Regions from separate parts of the Sus scrofa genome. Here region 1 is linked to region 2. A link is a contact called in public HiChIP or PLAC-seq data. All regions are on one chromosome and are shown on one strand. Each heading gives the region's core, a stretch centred on a gene start, on an enhancer-like site or on the middle of the called end of the contact. The rest is flanking DNA. Distances are from core to core; before and after follow the strand shown.

Region 1 (4,574 bases), core at 552-3,051, 530 kb before region 2:
CGCAGGGCAGGCGGCTCAGCTCACGCACCCCACGGCGGGCCGGCTGGGCGCGCGCACGTCCTTGCACACCAGCCGCACGTAGCTGTACTTGAGCACGTCGATGAGCGTGTAGAGCGGGGGCGCGCTGGCCCAGCGGCAGCGCGCCAGGTGCATGGAGCTCTTGACGAAGAAGAGCGCCAGCCGCTGCTGGCACCAGGCGTCGAAGAAGCGGCTGAACTCGGCCCAGGAGAAGAAGGCCCTCTCCCGCAGCTCCTGCTCCTCCTGCCCCGCCACCGTGCCGGGAGGGGGCTCCATCCTGGGGTGCCTGAGTGGGAGGGGCAGGGAGGACACGTGGAGATCAGATCCATCCCCACCCGAGGGGGCCCTCTTCCTCCACTCTGCGCCTGCTCTTCAGGGCTGATTCCTCAATCCAGGTGGGGCCTGGGGCGGGATAGTCCCGTTAATCTCTAGACATGAACCTCCACCCCATCTCTGGCTTCCTCCCACCGCGTGTTTTATTCTTGGGACAACTGGAACCTTTCATCCTGATCCTAACTCCAACGCCGGTCCCCTTCTCCACGGGTGTGACCCCCACCCCCACCCCCGTACAATTAAGGTCCCTCTCCCAAAATAGGCGTCCTTAAACTCAGTCGCGGACGCCTCCTCAAATGTGTTCTCAGCTTCCAGGTAGGATCTCCTCGCCTTCCAGATATGCCTCCCACATTTGGCGGCAGCCTCTAGTGCCTCCATTTCCATAGAAATACCCTCCCCCGCCCCATGTGCCTACACTTGGGCTGTAAGCCACATCCAGCTTGTCCCCCCTCTAAAAATGTTCCATCTCCAGATGTGCTCTGCCCATTCAGTTATGGGTTCCTTGTCCCCAGTCATACTCTTTTTCTTTTCTTTTGTTTTTTAATGGCCGCACTGGTGGCATATGGAGGTTCCCAGGCTAGGGGTCCAATCCGAGCTGTAGCCACCGGCCTACGCCACAGCAACACGGGATCCAAGCCTCTTCTGCGACTTACACCACAGCTCACAGCAACGCGGGATCCTTAATCCGTTGAGCAAGGCAGGGATCGAACCCACGGCCTCATGGTTCCTAGTCGGGTTCGTTAACCGCTGAGCCACAACAAGAACTCTGCTAGTCGTATTCTTCATGCATCTGTGGCTCCCTCCTCCCCAGATGTGTCTCAGATTCTAGGCAGCTATTGCCCCTCTCCTGGATGGGACCCCTATGGGTTGCCATATCCAGCTGTGGAGGTGCCCCCGTATCCAGACGTCCTCCCCACATCTAGTATGGACCCTCTGCCTACAGGTGTGTGCCCCATTCACTTGTGGCCAATTCTCAGAAGTGTCACCAATATTCATCTGTGGTCTCTTCCTGCCCAGATATACCGCCCAGTCCAGTTGTGGCCCCCTCCTCTCATCTACAGTTCCCGTCCTCCCCAAATATGGGTCCTCATCCTAGACATGGTCCGTCGTCCTTAGATGGGCTTTATCACCCCAGATGCTCCCCCACGTCCAGCTTCGCCTCCCCCCCTTGGGCAGCCCCTCCCAGCTGGCTCCTGTCTCCCCAATCCCTCCCAGCCCCGCCCGCCTCGGCACCTCCCATCCAGGCTGTCCCACCCAGCTGTGCCTCTCCCCTCCCCCAGATGTGCACCCTTCCCGCCCCTCCCCAATCACCTACCCGCCCCGGAGCGGCGTCCACCTCCCACAATGCCCCGCGCCGAGGCCCGGCCCGGCCCTTGCTCCCGGGATGCCCCGCGCGGCCTCCCGCCTCTCTTCCCGCCGTGCCTCGCGAAGCAGCTTCCACCGAAGCTCCCTTTTCTTGGCGGTCACTCCTTGGACCCGCAGCCGCACCCACTCATTCAGTACAAGAGGAGGCTCGGGGCCGTTTCCCAGCGTGCTCTGCGGGAGGGCTCGCCCCACTTCACCCCCTTTCTTGCGGTCTCGCGGCCAAGAAACTACAACTCCCAGGACCCTCTGCGCGACGGCGGCGCGGCCGTCCTCCGGGCTCCGCCCCTCAGCTCGGCCCCGCCCCCGGCCGTAGAAGTCTGCGCGCGAACTCCGTGGCGCGAATTTGGTACTGCAGTGTAGCGCCCTGCGGTTCCGGGTGTGACGCTCTGGCCAGCGGTGTCTGGCCCGGAGAGAGGCAAGTGGAGTCGTCCGTGCGGGGCTTCAGGGCTGGGGAATGGCGCGCGTGTAGTAAACTCAGAGTTCATGCCTTCGCAGCGTCGGTCAGCTGCAGAGGAGCGGACGTGGGGAGACGCTGAGGCGGCCAGGAGCGCGCTGTGGAGGGGAGAGAGCGGGCAATGGGCCGCTCGAGGGGGCGGGGCAGCATCTGTCGGAGGCTCAGGGGCAGGTAGAATGTAGGTGAGGCCTGGAGCCCCTGGACTGAACTGGCTCTGAGGAGAGGCCTGGAGGGGCGGGACCACATGGAAGGGCGTGTCTATAGAGGGATGGGGGCGGGGAAAGGCTGTTGGTGGGCGGGGTCATCTGGAAGTTGGACTTGCGGGGCGGGGCCGGGGGAGGCGGGCCCACCTGGAAGGGGTGGGGCTAGGGAAAAGTTTAATGAAAATGTTGGAAGAGGAGTTTCCGTCGCGGAAACGAATCCGGCTAGGAACCATGGAGTTGCGGGTTCGATCCCTGGCGTCGCAGACGCGGCTCGGTGGCTCGGCTGTAGCATAGGCCGGCAGCGTCAGTTAGATCCCTAGCATATGGGAACCTCCATATGCCGTGGGGGCGGCCCTAAAAAAAAAAAAAGCAAACAAAAAAAGGACGGGGCCAGCTTTAAAGGCTGAACCCAGGTAGATGGGTGGGGTCAGGGGGAAGTCAATGGTAAGACTGAGGCAAAGGCCTAATGGGCTAAGGCCTTATGAAAGGTCAGGAACTTTCTGGAGGGCCCTGCAAGGAGGCGGCCAAGGCGTGGGAGGGAGTGGGGCTCAGGGGAGAGTAGCTGAAAGGTCTGAACTTATCATTGCCCAATGGCTTATCATTGCCTGAGGGCCCGAGAGGCCTGAGGAGGGAAGAGAGAAGTCTTGGAGAGCTTCAAGGGTAACGGGTTGGGCACTTGGCAGGGAGGGGCATTTGGAAAGGGGAGCTGGCTTGGAAGGGGGAGGGGAGACAGCAGAAAATGGGATTATGGCCGTCACTCCTTGGCCACCATTTCAGCCCATTTGAACCTCTGACTTATTAGGCAGCCTGAGAAGAAGGCACGAGGGAAAGGCAGGAAGGATGTGTTGAGTTGAGTAAGACCGTAAGAGTTTAATTTTAGGATCCTTAGGCCTGCAGATCTCCCCCTCCATCCCCAGGGCTAATGACCCTGGGAGAGGGATAGGGATGTTTTTTGTTTCTTTGTTTGTTTGTTTTGTTTTGTCTTTTTGCCTTTTTAGGGCCACACCCGTGCGGCACATGGAGGTTCCCAGTTTAGGAGTCTAATCGGAGCTGTTGCTGCTCGCCTACATCACAGCCACAGCAATGCCAGATCCTTAACCCAATGAGCAAGGCCAGGGATCAAACCCACAACCTCATAGTTCCTAGTCGGACTCGTTTCTGCTGCGCCACAATGGGAACTCCGGGGTAGGGATGTTTTAAATGCGAATCCAGATAGTTCTCAGAACTGGAACCCTCTGTTTCTGGTGTCTGTCATTGACTGGTTGTGTGGCCCTGACCAGGGCACTGTCCCTCTCCTGTCTCTGCTTCCTGAGTTGTCTTTTAGGGGACGCAAAGCTGTTTTAACCTCGGCACAAAGGAGAGTAGCATATTCAGGAGAAAGGTATAAAATATTTCACGGGAGTTCCCATCTTGGCTCAGCAGAAATGAATCCGACTAGTATTCATGAGAAGTGGGTTCAATCCCTGGCCTTGCTTAGTGGGTTAAGGATTGGGTGTTGCTGTGGCTGTGGCATAGGCCAGCAGTTTTAGCTCCAATTTGACCCCTAGCCTGGGATCCTCCATATGCCATGGGTGCAGCCCTAGAAACACACACACACAAATAAAATATTTCAGTCTAGTGCATTCTCCAGTGGAATGGCATTCAGTAATTAAATGCATCATATGACAGTTTGTTTATCCATTCACCCTTGAAGGACCATTATAAATACGCAGGGGGTACATTCCTTCAAGGCTTTAGAAAGAGAAGAAAAAGGATTAGCTCACACACAGGTGGTTGGTCTGGGTCAGCACCTGGGAAGATCTTTGAAGGGCTCCTGGGCCTCATAGGAAGAGAGGCCTTTCTCCCTGTCTTCAGAGTGGACATTCTTTCTTCTTCTTCTTCTTATTTTGTTTTTTTAGGGCTGCACTTGCAGCATATGGAAGTTCCCAGGCCAGGAGCCCACAGCCACGTCGGATCCTTAACCCACTGAGCGAAGCCAGGGATTGAACCTGCATCCTCATGGATGCCAGTCAGATTTGTTTCCACTGAGCCACGATGAGAACTCCCCAGAGTGGACACTTTTTCCTTGTGGGAAATGCGGGGTCGTCTTTAGTGGTGGAGGCCGATGTATGTGGTGGACAGGTCCGGAGGAGGCTGACCTGGTTAGCATAGAGTTCCAGCCCACTTGTGTAGACGCTGCAGCCATTCCCCACACCTCAGCA
Region 2 (4,917 bases), core at 1,685-4,184:
ACTCAAGAGGCCACAATGTGAAATTCCCGCTGTGGCCTAACAGAATCAGTGGCATCTCTGCAGTGCCAGGGAGCAGGTGTGAACCCTGGCACGGCCTGGCACAGTGGGTCAAAGGATCCAGCGTTGCCACAGCTGTGACATAGGTCCCAACTATGGTCTGGACCCCTAGCCCAAGAACTCCATAGGCACGGGGTGGCCAAGAAAGAAAGCAAGCAAAAAAAAAGGCTACAGTTCACCTTGGGATTAGCCGTGTTTTCACCTCCCCAGCCTTCAGGCTCTCAGGGCCGTCCCAGAACGGAGGTCAGACCCGCTCTCAGCACCTCTGAGCTGGGCCCAGACCAACCCTGGGTGTTAGCAGAGCCAGGCAAGGGCTTCTGCTGAAGAAACTGTGAACTAGCAAAGCTATTTCCCACCAAAAGCATAGCCTGTGGGGACTGCATCAAACTTCCTGGTAAACACCGGGGCTGGGTGATGCCCCAGAAGCGTCGTCCGATCAGAGGGCAGGGAGAGGAAAAGGCCTTGAAAGGCAGGTGGGCCAGAGATTCTCAGAAGACGACAGAGACGAGGAAATGGAGGCGCACATCCCTCTCGGCTGCCGCCTGTGCAAGCACGTGGGCCAGAAAGAGCTGCATCCCTGCTACTCTCAAGGGCGTCTATGTTCTCTTAGGCCGCCTATTAACGAGTTTCTGCAGCTACCAGTTTCTCTGTAACTCTGTCACTGACCATCTGGCCATCTCTTGGTCTGCATTTCCTAGGCTGACAGCTTTCAGAGGTTTCCTCTGCTTGCCTTTTCTTGCCTGTCTGGCTCTTTGGGTCTCCGGTCTTTTTCGGTCCATCTTGCCCATCACCCTTCTCTCTCTTCCCTTTCCTGCCTGGTGCCATCTCTTTTCATTTATCTGATTCTTTCCTACTCTGCTTCTATTTTTTCAGTATGATTTTCCTCCATTTGACTCCATCTCGCTTGAGTTCTCCAATTGACTTTCTGGTTTTCTTCGGAACCAGAAGCCTGGCTTTCTGTGTGACTTTCTTTTTATCCTGACTCTCCGTCTTGGGCTCTATCACTGTCTCCTCCTCCATCCTAACCATCTCCTCATCCCGCTTCATTTCTCCACCTAAAATTTTGTTTCCCAGTTGTCTGAAGCTTTAATAGCCAGCATTTACTTACGGCTTATCCATTTATCAGGTACTGTTCTAAACCACTCATGTATTTATATGCATATGCACACACACACACACACACACACACACACAGTCTATATATACACCTTTCTCACAACCCAAAGAAGGTGCTATTAACATTATCTGAGCCAGAGAGCGTTTCATTAAGTGGTAAGCGGCAGATGACCAATTCCAATCTGAGGATTCAGGCTTCATTTTCCTATCTCCAATTTTCAGTGTAATTCTCCATTTTTCAATCTGACACTGTCTTCTTGGTTCTACTTGCTCTCTGCATCCTCAGAATTAATCTCTTCATTCGTCTGGCTGTATCTCCCGTTTCCCACCTATCTTCCTCCATGCTCATCTCTTGCTTTCTTTCCCAGATCCCTCAGCTGCCTCTTTTCAATCCCTCTGTCAGCTCTTGCCAGGTTCTCCCTATTTCACCGGCTCCATCTTTCTATTACCCAGTGGCCTCTCCTGATTCGTCTCTATTTCCTTCATTAACCTGTCATCCTATTGGGTCTATTTCCTTTTTTTTTTTTTTTTTTGGTCTTTTTAGAGCCGCGCCCTCGGCATATGGAAGTTCCCAGGCTAGGGGTCAAGTCACAGCTGCAGCTGCTGGCCTACACCACAGCCACAGCAACTCCAGATCCTTAACCCACTGAACGAGGCCAGAGACTGCACCCACATCCTCATGGGCACTAGTGGGGTTCGTTACCGCTGAGTCACTACAGAAATTCCCCTCTATTTCTTTTGGTCTTTTTTTTTTTTTTTTCTTTTTGCCTTTTCTAGGGCCGCTTCCCGCGGCATATGGAGGCTCCTAGGCTAGGGGTCTAATCGGAGCTGTAGTCCCCGGCCTACGCCACAGCCACAACAGATCCAAGCCGCGTTTATGACCTACGCCACAGCTCACGGCAATGCCAGATCCTTAACCCACTGAGCGAGGCCAGGGATAGAACCCCACGACCTCATGGCTCCTAGTCGTATTCCTTAACCAGAGACACGACGGGAACTCCTCTCGCAGTCCCTGTGAACCTCTCTCGTTGGGACCCACCAGCCTCTTGCTCTGGACCTCGCTAGTTTTCAGCTCTCAACCTTCCTGGCTTTGGCTCCCTCAATGCGTCGAAGATTCTTTTCGTGCCTCTACTGTAGCGGGAGGGGGCCGTGCCCTCCCAGATCAAAGGGAAGAAGCCGTGCTGCACCGCCTCCATCTGACACGCATGCGTACTTCTATATCCCTGAGCGCAAGCGCATCTACAGTTGTCCGCCTAAAACTTAAGAGTATTCCTGATAAGAGGGACAAAGAAACTTAGACGTAGCGGAAAAACAAGCGGGGTATGTAAGGCAGCGCCGTTCGGGGCTCAGCCTCTGGATACTAATCCACCAAGCCAGTGCCTGCACGAATAAACGCTGCTTCCTGGTAAAAAGCCTTAGCGTCTCCTTTCCCAGGACTTAAGCCCCGCTCACACTACTCCTTTCAGCCTCCCCGACCCCCAGGGAACGCTCAGGCTCCATCTCGGTCCACTTCTCCCCGCCGTTCGGCCTCCTCGGGCACATGTCCTCATCTCGGGATTTCTCTCTACCCCTCCCATCGTTCCCAAGCTGTCCCGGGACGCAGCCCAACTCCCGGCGCCACCACCAACACCCAGCGCAGCCGCTCGACCGCTCACCTCACTAACCACAGCGATCTGCTCAACTTCCCGCCCACTGCCCTGCACGCGCCCGAAGCCGGTTCTGCGCCTGCGCACGCCACCCTCACAGCCCAGCCCCGCCCCGCCGCAGAGGGAGGACCCAGTGGGCAGCTTCCAGTAATCCGTCTGCGCCTGCGTCCGGCGCTCTCAGGCCCGGCCTCCCTTCCGGCGGAGCCTGGGAGGAAGCTGTAGCGTCTTGGGGCGGGGAAAGGCAGCACGGTGGTTTGCTTTGCCTTTCGCCTGAAGAGCCTCTTGCCCTCCCGGACCAGTCGGAGGTCCGGGTATTTAGCCCAGCTGGGAAGCTGGCTGGAGCCCAAACACTATTGAAACACTCCCATGAGTGTTTTCTTTATTATAGTTCGTAATTATTAGTGCGTAATTCTGTTAATGTACAATTCACCCTATGAAGTCACTAATAAGTGATACAACCTGACTATCCGGATTTCCGTCTTGGAGGTCCTAGTGATACCTGAAAGATAATACAGGAATCTGGCTTCTTGTTCATCCAGTTGAAGAATGAACTCCGCGAACACAAACGCAGCAAGCAAGCAAAGTGTTTATTAAAGGAAAGCAGATAGCTCCCAGGCTGCTGGGAGTGGGGGAGAAGAGCCCCCTTTCTCTGTTGTCCTATAGGGGTTTTTATCCCTTAAAGATGGGGGGGTACCAACCTGGGGTCCGGAAAGATGTCGCTTTCTCCCAGTGGCCTTGTTCAATTACCTATATCAGTCCCTGTCCAATAGGGCCTTAGGGGTGGAAATGTCCCATAAATGTCATTGTTTCTTTGACCTTTTCTTCCCGTAACCCGAGTCACAGGGGATTAGGGATTAAAATCCACCTGGGCGTAGGTACACTCCTTGTAGTAAACAAGGCCTGTGGGATGTTACTCCCTGGAGCCCTTAGGCCACAAATGTTAATCAAAGGCCATATCAAAGAATGCATGGAAGCCCAGGCTCCTACACTGACAACCTGAGTTAATATTCTCCCTCACTAGCTTGAGGTCATCTTTGCGTTTACTGGTTCCTCTACGGAGAATGTTCTCCCCAGGGACTATCATGGCTTGCAGCCCCACAGTTTTCAGCTTTCTGCTCAAATGTTACTTTCTGGGAGATGTCTTCTCTGACTATGCTACTTTTTTTTGGGGGGGTTCTTTGCTTTTTAGGGTTGCACCTGTGGCATATGGAGGTTCCCAGGCTAGGAGTCTGGTCGGAGCTGCAGCTACCCGCCTATACCACAGCCACAACAACGCGGGATCCAAGTCTGCGACCTCATGGTAATGTAGGATCCTTAACCCACTGAGCGAAGCCAGGGATCGAACCCAAAACCTCATGGTTCCTAGTCCGGATTCATTTCTGCTGAGCCACTATGGGAACTCCTGACTACACTACTTTAAATAGAATCACTCCTTAGCCCTTTCCTGCTTTGTTTCTCTCCATAAAGAATGCAGTTCTGCTTGACATCCTATTTCTTTTAATCTGTCTTTCCCACCAAAATGACTACAAACTTGGGGGGTTCGGGGAGTTCCCTGGTGGTATAGTGATTAAGGATTTTGCCTTGTCCCTGCTGTGGCTCGGCTTCATTCCCTGGCCGGGGAACTTCCAAATGCTGCTCACACACAGCACCCTGTCCCCCCCCCACATAAAAAACCTTCAAGGGTTCAAGGGCCTGCTGGCTTGTGCGTCTGGATGAAGGATGGGTGAGTAGTGGGGAAAGAGGTGGGGAAAAGGAGGGGCAGAAATCATACACACCAAAGCAAGAGCTTTGGTTTCTACTCTGAGTGAACTGGGACCCACGGGCGGAGTTCCATGGACTTTAGATTTTAACAGAGTCCTCTGGCTCCCAAGTAGGGAACGAATATGGGATTCGAGATGAGAAAAAGGGGACCGGGGAGGAGGCTGCTGCAATAGGTGAGAGCTGCAATAGGCAGCTGGGCCAGGATGATGGCAGAGAAGATGGATGTTTTAAGGCAGAACCTGCAGGGATTGGCTGACACATTGGGTTTGGCATATGAGAGAAAGAGAGGTGGCAAGGATGACCCCAAAGATCTTGGCGGGAGTGCCTGGAAATAGGG

Evidence for each region. HiChIP or PLAC-seq counts read pairs in DNA pulled down with a chosen protein or histone mark.
Region 1: an H3K27ac HiChIP or PLAC-seq map of alveolar macrophages shows a contact between it and region 2. The contact joins the promoter of C6H19orf68 here to the promoter of DHX34 in region 2. A contact is called at or near these places in 1 of 5 promoter capture datasets (fetal skeletal muscle) and 1 of 2 datasets of contacts at active chromatin or transcription factors (alveolar macrophages).

The regions. Positions count from the first base shown.
Region 1 is chr6:53,657,449-53,662,022 of Sscrofa11.1, reverse strand. C6H19orf68 reads right to left here and starts at 1,801. Exons shown (of 4, transcript XM_005664646.3): 1 at 1,667-1,801; 2 at 29-304. The coding sequence starts at 294. LIG1 (DNA ligase 1) reads left to right here and starts at 2,003. Exons shown (of 28, transcript XM_021094649.1): 1 at 2,003-2,131.
Region 2 is chr6:53,129,210-53,134,126 of Sscrofa11.1, reverse strand. DHX34 (probable ATP-dependent RNA helicase DHX34) reads right to left here and starts at 2,934. Exons shown (of 18, transcript XM_003127246.5): 1 at 2,829-2,934.